Linked DNA regions of Mus musculus: region 1 is linked to region 2. A link is a contact called in public HiChIP or PLAC-seq data. All regions are on one chromosome and are shown on one strand. Each heading gives the region's core, a stretch centred on a gene start, on an enhancer-like site or on the middle of the called end of the contact. The rest is flanking DNA. Distances are from core to core; before and after follow the strand shown. Region 1 overlaps Lhfpl2 (lipoma HMGIC fusion partner-like 2). Region 2 overlaps Homer1 (homer scaffolding protein 1).

The links. HiChIP or PLAC-seq counts read pairs in DNA pulled down with a chosen protein or histone mark.
Region 1: an H3K4me3 HiChIP or PLAC-seq map of bone marrow-derived macrophages shows a contact between it and region 2, with 5 times the contacts expected there. The contact joins two enhancer-like sites. A contact is called at or near these places in 1 of 115 datasets of contacts at active chromatin or transcription factors (bone marrow-derived macrophages) and 1 of 9 other capture datasets (embryonic stem cells).

Annotation. Positions count from the first base shown.
Region 1 is chr13:94,141,988-94,147,132 of GRCm38.p6, forward strand. All of the region lies in intron 2 of Lhfpl2 (lipoma HMGIC fusion partner-like 2), which reads left to right. Among named protein-coding and RNA genes, the nearest start is that of Lhfpl2, 87 kb to the left of the region's middle. Within about 2 kb of position 1,439, at least 62 of the 459 cell types and tissues checked have an H3K27ac peak or open chromatin away from gene starts, as enhancers often do. A contact at or near this core is called in bone marrow-derived macrophages, where this site is marked.
Region 2 is chr13:93,352,847-93,358,168 of GRCm38.p6, forward strand. Homer1 (homer scaffolding protein 1) reads left to right here. Exons shown (of 10, transcript NM_147176.4): 5 at 3,094-3,233. Among named protein-coding and RNA genes, the nearest start is that of Homer1, 52 kb to the left of the region's middle. Within about 2 kb of position 2,510, at least 63 of the 459 cell types and tissues checked have an H3K27ac peak or open chromatin away from gene starts, as enhancers often do. A contact at or near this core is called in bone marrow-derived macrophages, where this site is marked.

The DNA.
Region 1 (5,145 bases), core at 189-2,688, 790 kb after region 2:
ACCCAGCCTCCTGGAGCTTTGCTGGGTAGCAGTAAGTAGGATCTGGTATGAGCAGGACTCACACAGAATAGCATGGCCAAGAGGAGCCACGTAGGGCTCACTGGACATCCCGGCAACTAACTCAGGAATGCCCTTTGCTTGGTGATAAGACCAGGGCTTCTGTAAGTAGCAGTGGACTGGACGTATCTGACCCAGTTCCTGAGAGCCACAGCATATTTCCCACTCAGAAACGGAAGCCTCCCAAGGAGCCTCCTGGAGAAAGCAAACCCCACCCCATCCCCGAGGTGGGGTGGTAATGGGAGGCCTGTTAGAGACTGCTGCCTTCTCTCTTAAGGCTGCATCAGAGCCATCGCCGTAGAGCAGAATTCATTTCAGAAGGGACTGCAAGTAATTGGACACAAGCTTAATGACGTAGTTGTTTAAAACAATCCAAAAGTGGCCGAGTTACTTACTTTCTGCAACTTAAAGATTCTGGAGTTACATGGTGGCCCCCCTCTTTTTCCAACACAGGAATATATTTTTAAAAAGAAAAGTGCTTTAAAACACATACACACACACACACACAGAGTAGTCTGATTTTTTTCTGTGTGTGTGTGCTAGGCAGGCAGGATGTGTGAGGGACTATGGCCCTGGGTCCTGCTTTCCAAGGTTTCTTTTCTTTGTTGGGGGTCAGGGGTGCTAGGATCAAATTCAGGGCTCCAGGCACGGAAGGCAAGCCCTGCACTACTAAGCCATGTTCCTGGCCAATGAAAGGTGTTGGTTTTGTTTTTAATGGGTTTTTAGCTTAGTCATTCATGTGTTTATTTCCTATTTCCCCTTCCCTGTGTCACTGGATCATCCACTCGTGGACAGCTTGGGACCCGTTTTCGTAACTTTATCAGGGACCAGGTCTTTCAAACCTCACTGTAAGAGTATCTTAAGGGACTCCCACTCCTCCAAGAGCTTTGTCCCTAGAGTGGCAAGGAGCCTCAGAAAGAGTGGACAGGCCACAGCAGAGTACACAAGGCATGGCTTCTCAAATGCGACTTTCATTGGAAATGGGAGGCCATGGAGGCTCCATTGGGCCCTGGCCCTAGCTCTGGTTCGGTAATCAAGGAATACTTGGAAAATGCTACCTCCCCCATACACCCCCCAGTTCCCAACCCCCACTCCTCCCACCGCCACACACCAGACGCTCTTCCTCAGGCTTCCCACCACTCCCACCCAGAGACCCTAATGATTGCTCGTTTTCAAGGCAGGTCCTGGGAAATGGCACACATGAGATTGAAGTGAAGTGGAGATGCAGGGGTGGCTGAGAGGCAAGATTGCAGACTCAGGGTGATTTATCAAGCAGGTCATTAAGGGACAGGCTCCCAGCTTCCTCTAAGTGGGAGGCAAAGAGTCTTCTGTCCCTTTGTTCTTCCTGCCAAGATTGGTGCTGTTTTCCTTCATGGGGACCTCGGGCTCTACCCAGACGCGTCCCTGACACGTCCCTCGATAGCTCTGTCTGCCACTGCTAGAGGTCAGCATTGCTCCTTCCTTACCAAGGCTGCAGGCGCATCGCAGGCAGCGGGAGCTTTCTTGTTGCCAAGGGCTAAGGGTGCAGAGTAAAAGGGTGGAGTCTGCCTGGCAGGCATCATGGGGGTCAGCCCTGCAGAACCCCTTTAATAAGGCCCTGTCCAGCCCACAGAGGAAGAGCTTGTTTGGGGTGTAGCTTACTTTTAAATGCTGTGATTAGAGACCATGACCAAAGTAACTTACAAAAGAAATCATTTAAATGAGGGCTTGCTCACAGTTTCAGAGGGTGAATTCATGACCATTATGGCAGGAGAGGGGCGGCAGGCAGGCAGGCAGGCAGGCAGGCAGGCAGGGCACTGGAGCAGTAGCTGAGAGCTTCCACATTGGCACAACCCTGAAAGCGGGGTTGGGGGCATGAGCCTGTGTGCTAACCAGGAATAGTTTTGAAACTTCAAAGTGACAGTAGTGAGTGAATGCTTAAAGAGATGCCACAGATAAAAACACTCCCAGAGACCTCCCGGCTCAGAGATGCCAGACACGACATAGTTCTGAACGGCTCCTGCTGCTGACCACCAGGCCCTCGGCAGTTTGAGAGGGACAACTGAGTCCAGAGCTGTGACTGATATTTTGGAACTGAGAGGAGGAGCTTGGTCGGAAGCTGTCGACTGAGGGAAGACGCATCATGTTTCTTCTGTCCGTTTTGCAGTGTTGGCAGATAAAATTCTGCAGCCTCAGGATCACCAGTTAGAGCCTTTTTAAGGAAACAAACAAGACAGTGACCCAGTTCAGTCCCTCTTCATTTATAACACTGTGCATGAACCAAACAGTACCAGAGGTGACTGGAAGCTTTCCATACCATGGCTTAGTTAACGTAAAAACATGCCTCCTTAGCACACAGGCAGTGTGGGTCATGCTTGTCAGTTGCTTAGCATTTGCTGGTATAAAATGAATGCAAAATGGGGAAGGGAGGGGAAAGAAGGAAAGAGAGTGTTGGGGGGGGTTCATCTGTGCATTTTGAAGACCACCTGTCTTAATCAGCTTTGAGCCACTCAGCTTTTCTGGAGAGTCACACAGCCTGTGTGACATACTAGGAGATCATTCACTACTGAGCTGTGTGGTCCCGACCGAGTGCCCTGTGAGATCAGAGAAAGGGGAGGTTTGCGTGGGCTGACACAGAATGAAAAGTACTTACTAACTTTGAAGAGAGACAGACGAAAACTTAAAAAAAAAAAAATAATAACAACAGTGATGTGTTTGGCCGGTTCTTACAGAAGCTTGGTGAGTGAGGTGAGGCGGGGGAGGGTGGGGGAGAACCCGGAGCAGGGATGTGACAGCTGTGTGGTTTTACGCCTTACTCCAGCCTCCATCTCAGGTGCTGATGCTCACGGCCTGGCCCTCGCCCACCACAGGCTAAAGTACCTTATTATCTGACCCAGTGTTGACCATATGGCAGGCCTTTTCCAGAGAGGTTGAGGGTGGTAGTCAGAGGAGATAGAAAAGTGGCTCAGATAACGAATATATTCCGAGTGCCAACTGTGTTAATGAGTACCTCACCGTCACTGCTCACTGTCACTGAGGCATTCTGCATACTCGCCATGTGTCAAGCCCTTACCTTCTATTTCCTACCATACGGCAATGAAGAAATAGTAACTGCTTCAGGGGCCTCTCTCTCTCTCTCTCTCTCTCTCTCTCTTGAAAAAGATTGATTTATTATTATAAATAAGTACACTGTAGCTGTCTTCAGACACACCAGAAGAGGGCATCAGATCTCATTATGGGTGGTTGTGAGCCACCATGTGGTTGCTGGGATTTGAACTCAGGACCTTTGGAAGAGCCCTTAGTGCTTTTACCCACTGAGCCCTTTCCCCAGCGGCATCTCTCTTTTGTTGTTGTTACTATAAAAATGTGCTCTAGGACGGTGATGTAGCTCGGTGGTCAGGTACTTACCTAACATATTTCAAGGCTCTGGATTCAATCCCTAGCATTGAAAAGAAAGAAACAAACAAACAAACAAATGAAGAAAATAAGATAGATAAATCAAATGAACAAATAAACAAAGTTTCTAGTCTGCATAAAGATAAAAATGTTTCCATAGCTCTGAAGGCTGGCAAGTTCATGCTAGGTGGCAGCATGGATACCTGCCTGTGGCTGCTTCTTGCTTCCAAGATGGGGCCTTGCTGTTGTATCCTTGTTTGGTGGAAGATGGAGGTGAAGAGAGCTCCTTCCCACTTGGAGCCCTTTACTTTTTTCTTTTTCTTTTCATTAATTTATTCACCTTACATCCTAATCACAGCCCCCCTCCCCCATCCTTCCAGAGGCCCTCTCCCACCCCCTCCTCCCTCTCTCCTCTGAAAAGGGGAGGCCCCCTCCTGGATATTACCCCACCCTGGCACATCAGGTCACTGCAGGACTAGGCCCATCCTCTCCCATCAAGGCCAGACAAGTCAGCTCAGTTAGGGGAATGGGAGGCACAGGCAGACAACAGATTCAGGGACAGCCCCTGCTCCAGTTGTTGGGGAACCCTTATGAAGACCAAGCTGCACATCTGCTACATATGCTCAGAGGGTCAAGGTAGGTCCAGCCCATGCTCACTCTTTGGTTGGTGATTCAGCTCTGGGAGCCCCCAAGGGTCCAGATTAGTTGACTCTGTTGGTATTCCTGTGGAGTCCTATCCCCTTCAGGTCTGCCTGGATCTATTTTACAAGAGGACTAATCCATATCTGAAGGCAGAGTCCTGTGTGGTCACCCCCAGCTCCCAGCCCCTAGTTCTGTTTTTCTCTCCTTTGTGGAACACTTCACAGACCTGCCTGTCATCCCTGTGTAGGGGCCATGCTAATTGTCTTAGTGCATGCATGTGCTGCCGAGGCAGGCACCAGCCCTGCTTCTTGCTTCTGTTGCCTTGGGGATGCCATCACTCAAACCATGGGAGGGGCTGAGTGGCAGGAAGACAGACCTGGAGCAGGCTTAGGGTGTGTGGCTCCTGTTTTGAAGAAGTATGTTCGCTGAGGTGTGCTTGGGAAGATCCTAAGTCTCAGGTTGGGGCTGTATGGAGAATGGATGGTTTCTCCACAGGCCATCCTCTTCCCAAATGTGTCCCCTCAAGCAGGCAAGGGTGACCTCTGCCAGGGCAGGTATAGCTGCTGAGAGAGGAGGTGATGGTGGCTTGGTGAGCAGCTATAGTCTCCTGTGAGGCAGCCATACACAGGCAAACCAGGTTGAACAGGCTGTATAAGGCAGACAAGATTGGGGGGCATCTGGAATAAACTGGAGAGCCTGTTCCCTGTCCACAATGGAGCCACTAGTGTCCCGTGCAAATGTGGGTTTGGTATGGCAAGTGGAAGGCTATTTTTCACCCTGAAATCTGAATTTTCATATTGCCTCCTGGTTTTCAATGTTTGCTACTAATTTAAGCTGTTTTAGTGGGTCACTGATGTAGGAGCCTCTGACCTTGGACTTCTAGAGAAGTTGAAGTAGACACTGGGATATAAAGGTTGGATAGCTCCAAGCAGTAGCCCAGGATAGCAGGTGCATGTTGCTTTATGGAGCCACATCCTTCACAGCAGCGTGTGTGTGTGTGTGTGTGTGTGTGTGTGTGTGTGTGTGTATACCGTGGACTTGCCTCCATATGCATGCAGAGGGCAGAAGATA
Region 2 (5,322 bases), core at 1,260-3,759:
GTGATTGTAAAGTATGCCCGGGCTACAGACTGGCTTCAGAGCCAGTCTGGACAACTGGAATAAAGGAGATCCTGTCTTAAAGTAACAGTATGTAAAAACCAGGGTTGAGCTGTATGTAGCTTCGTGATACAGTGCTTGCTTAATGTGCAGGAGGCCCCAGACTCAGTCCCCATTGTTGGGGAAAAATGTTAAGGAATTGAAAGCAGTGGGTAACAACTACTTTGGCAAGTGTCTGTCTCCAAAAACACTTACATTATGATTCATAACATTAGCAAAATTACAGTTATGAAGTAGCAATGAAAATCATTTTATGGTTACAGGTCATCACAACATGAACTATATTAAAGGGTTGTAGCATTAGGAATGTTGAGAACCACCATTTTAAAGGATTCTTACTTAAAAGTTTTATGCTAAAATTCAATAATTTTAATTCTCCCAATATTTTTAATCTAAAACCTCTGAGTATGTTGTTGGCATGAATCCTACTGTCGTCTTCCTAACTATGCTAATAGCCACTCTGGAGGTCCCTGCAGGCTTTACAGCCAGCAGGAGAATAGTCTGGGTGAGGGGAGAATGAAGTTTAGTTCCGCTCCATTAAGAGAAGATTTCCTGCAGTCTGATAGCTTATTTTTGCTGTATTTAAGCAGAGCACAATTTTGGGAAAAAATTTTGATAACAGTTAACTCAGCCCCATGGGTAGTACTTAAGACATGTTCACGTTGAAGCTCTTCTGTCTGTACGATGGATCTTACTGACTTAGAAACAGTGCTCAGGTCGATGGAGAATGGCCGGGGTAAGCCCAGTCCATATGGGAGACAGGATTGGCCTGGCCCTAAGATAGCATAGACCTCACTTAGGCTGTTGTAAAGTACAAATGACTCCTCTCACAAGGATGGGTTTTATGGCCCAGAAGTAGAACTCAAGGTTCAGGGAAAAGTGTCCAGGATAAACAAGTGTAATATTATAGGCAATCTGGGCAGAGCCTGGCCCAACAGGTAGCAAATGTGGTTGTAAACTACACTTCCCCCAGGAATCTGGGAGAACAGCTAAGTGTCTTCTCCCTTTGGAGAGATGAGCTGTGTATTAATGTTTCCTGGCGTCTCCATTGCCTGTCTGTGTATACAAGGACCTTTTGGTCCTTTACAAGTTTTCTTTGGTTTTAAGGTTGGTTTTTTGTTTGGTTTTGTTCTTATTTTTAAGGGTGAGTTTACTTTGGCTTGAAGTTCAAAGGAATATAATTCATTATGGCAGAGAAGGTGAGGCATCTGAAGTCAAGAGGCAGAAAGAGATAAATTCAAGTTAAACCTCGGTACTTGAAAAAATTCCGAATGTCCTATTTTTATATCATTTCTCTGATACATGGTAGTATATGTGATATTATGTTAAAATATGTAGTCTACTATTTATACTTAATTCATCTTTTTATTTTACTTTATAGCCATTTACTTTTCAGACATTTTAAAATTTCATTTGGTTTTAATTAAAATAACTAACCTAGTTTTGTGTTCAAACTTCAATAATTTGCATAATGTTTAGTCCACTTATTTATTTTGTTTGGCATAAACAGTCTTGAAGGCAAATACAGCTGGCTCTTGTTAAGCATTTAATGCAGTTAACCGAGTAGAACAGTGAAAAATATAGAAGGAGAGTGAAGGTTAACTTGAGTCAGTCAGTGCATTTCCCATCATGAGCTTGGGCTGGAAAGGCGGCTCAGCAGTTAAGAGCACTTCATTGTTCTTACCCAAGACTCATTCAGTTTCCAGGACCCATGGTAGGAAGCATACAGTACCATGTAACTTCAGCTCTAGGGGAGCCAAGACTCTCTCTCTTCTGGCCTCTGGGCACATAGATACACACACACACTCACTCTTCCTTACACATAAATTAGGAAATAAATCTTTTAAAAAAAAATAGTGTACTGGGATATGTTCCTAAGTGTTTTGCTAATCTTTACTGTTGACATAATTAAAAGTTTAAGTTAATTTATTAATTTTTAATTAATTAAAATTAAATTGCTAGATTTTATATTTAGAACTCTGTCAAATCTTCAATGATAAGTCTGTTAATTTCAGAATTAAAGTAAAGGTGCCTCTTGTCAGACAGGAATAGAGGAAATTACGGCCTTGTTACATGCTGTGCGTGCGTGCACTGTGCCCTGTGTAAAGAACTGTCACAGCTGCCAGGAAATGGGTTTCAGGACAGTGGTTCTGAATGCTGACAAAATATAGGAAGTAATTTATAAGAGAATATAACAGGGCTGCCTGAAATCTCAACTCCATCTTCTTTATATATCAAACTTTTAAAGTGTCTCCCTCAACTTTCCTGTCAAATTTGTATACAGAAAAGAGAGCTATTGACAGCTTTATTGCAGTATGAAAGAAGGAAGTAGAATAGATCCTTTGTGAATGTTAAGTAATAAAGCGCCTGCTTCGGTTTAGCTAAAAAGGATGAAACTAAAGAAATTTCATTTCCTGCTTTCTTAGGATTAGTGCAGAGCCTAGTGAGGAGCAGCGGGGCTGCTCATGCATGCCTCCACCCTGCCTGCATCACGCACGGCGCCGCTTGGGCCAACCTTGAGCACGTTGTCCTCCTGACTCAACCTCTTTTTTTTTTTTTTTTTTTTTTTTGGTATTGTTTTTTTTTTTTTATTTTTTTTATTTTTTTTTATTTTTTATTTTTTTTTTTTTATTTTTTTTTTCATTTTTTTTTAATTAGGTATTTAGCTCATTTACATTTCCAATGCTATACCAAAAGTCCCCCTTACCCACCCACCCCCACTCCCCTACCCACCCAGAGTGCTGGGACTCCCTGCAGTTACCACCTTTATTCTGTTTAGTTACCTTTATTAACCCATCAGGTTTTTGAAATTATATTTCTAAATTGTTATCTTTACAATTCATTATATTTTCATTAATTTCCTTATGAATTGATTTCCTGCCAAAATAATTGTCTTTTTTTTAATTTAATTAAAATTTCAACTGCCATTTGATTCATCACAAAGAATTCATTTAGATGAAATTGTGTACTTGAACAAAAGTGTAACACTTTAAAACACTCTCTTACTCTTTCTTTTCCTCTCTCTCTTTTTTAAAGGAATCAGCAGGAGGAGATCTTCAGTCTCCTTTGACACCAGAAAGTATCAATGGGACAGACGATGAGAGAACACCCGATGTGACACAGAACTCAGAGCCAAGGGCTGAGCCAACTCAGAATGCATTGCCATTTCCACATAGGTACACATTCAATTCAGCAATCATGATTAAGTAAGGTGGATAAATATGGAAGTTCATTTGGTTTCAGAAACTCTTGAAGTTACAACCTTTGAGTGAAAAATCTCAGGTCAGACTCCTTTAATTTATTGTTCTTGGTTGCTCAAGTTGACTGAATTACTATATTTCCATTATCTATGTGGAAAAAGGAGCATTGAGCTAATTATAGGAGAAATTTTTTAAATGGAGAAAATATAATTCCTTTCTATCTATATTTTAAAGATCCCTTTTGTTAACCCGTTTTCTGTTTTTATATATGTTATGTAAGATTTATAATGTGTAATTAGAAACATAGAATTTCTACTCTGAAGGAAAGCTTTACCACAGGCCTACAGAGTTTTCACAGAAGACAGGGTACCAAGCACGAGCCTGTTAGCATTGATGGCAGATGCCAGCAGAAGGAAGGCTTGACTTCCTAATTCTGTATTCTAAAAGATACATCATGTTCTAAATGCATTTCAAACATTAGTTATTGGCCGTACCGTGGCATTACTGGACTGTAAACATGAATGTGAAATGGCACTATTGAAAATATTTTTTTAAAGCCCATCTACCTTAACACTAATTTTTACCCTTATTTAAATGCTTTTTACTAAATAGTTTTAGGTAAAATTAAGAAAATAGGGGTTTTTTGACTGCACATTTTTTTGAAGAACCAAGTTTTAGAAAATTATATTCTTTGACAGATTAAAAATTGCAAAGTGAGATATTTCAAACTCTCCTAGGTGAGTTTTTATTGTGTTTGAACTGCATTAATAGGGGCATAGGATTAAACATACTAGACCAGCATGGAAGATTTTTCTTAGCAGGCTGTGGAACAAGGAAGTTAGGGATGACTCTTAAGAATATATGGGAACTTTGGAATGTAAGGACACTCTGCTGCTAATGCTCATAATTCTCTATGAGATGGTAGACATTTTGAAGAAAGTTGTTCATGATTTTAATTACTGTAGTGCGAGTGCTTTCTTTCTCTAGCTATAAAGGTAGCTGGACACGGAAAACCTTTATCCCTCCGTCTGACTCCCACACATTCATATTCATTTAGTGACCATAGTCTTTTAACAAAAAAGACTGCAGTTCTTTGATAGCATTACAAAAATTACGTTATTTAATTATAAAGAATGTTATTTTAGGATAAAATCTTAAAATACTTTAACTCTAATAAGGACGGGAACATTTCCTACCTATTAAGTAGTCCTTTACATTCCCAATGGAAAGAGTGAACTGCACTAAACATCTACTGTATACTTGGTTTAACACCAAATTGAGACATCTGCACTGAATACTATGACATTTAGGAATAAGAATTTTTAAATTTAACATTTGAAGAAGCTACTTCTAGTTTATAACCTCAATTTTTCTAAATGTTTACTGTTTTGCTAATCTCATTGTATTGGTATTGCTTCCTTAGAATTGGTCCTCATCGTGATTTCCCTGTTCTTGAGTTCCTGATAGGAATCACTTTTACCTTAAAGACACTGCTCCTGTGACTTGTTATGGAGGACCTAGATTAATTTAAGTTTATAATTATGGTAAAGGCATTTTATAATCATATAGTTTTTCTTATTATTTTAAGAATTTCCAGCTATAGCATCTTATGAAAGTATTCCTCAGATTTTATGATTCTGTATTCATTTACTTCCTTGACTGAAATAAAGATTTCCATGTGAGGTAGTTTATTTACAGCTACTGCAAAAATCCCTGATTGTCAAGGTAGAAGAACTCAGAGTTGGTGTAATTTAAGATTTCCCACACTATAATGTTTTCAAATAGGTTTTCCATGCTTCTGAAAAAGAAGACAGTGAAGTTCACTGTAGTAAGTGTTTCGGTGTCAAGCGTTTATATGTGCGTGCTGAGTTACAATGTAAGGCAGCACAGTGTGGAAGCACATGCCTTTGGCTTATTGTGAGAAAACTAGATCTTTACATTTAGTTTATGTGTCCTAGGTCCAGTTGCTCATTAGAAAGTACTTTAATTTGATAGCTCAGTTCTTCCAACCCTGCCCTAGTATGTATGTATGGGTGTGTATATATATATCATAATACATGTAATA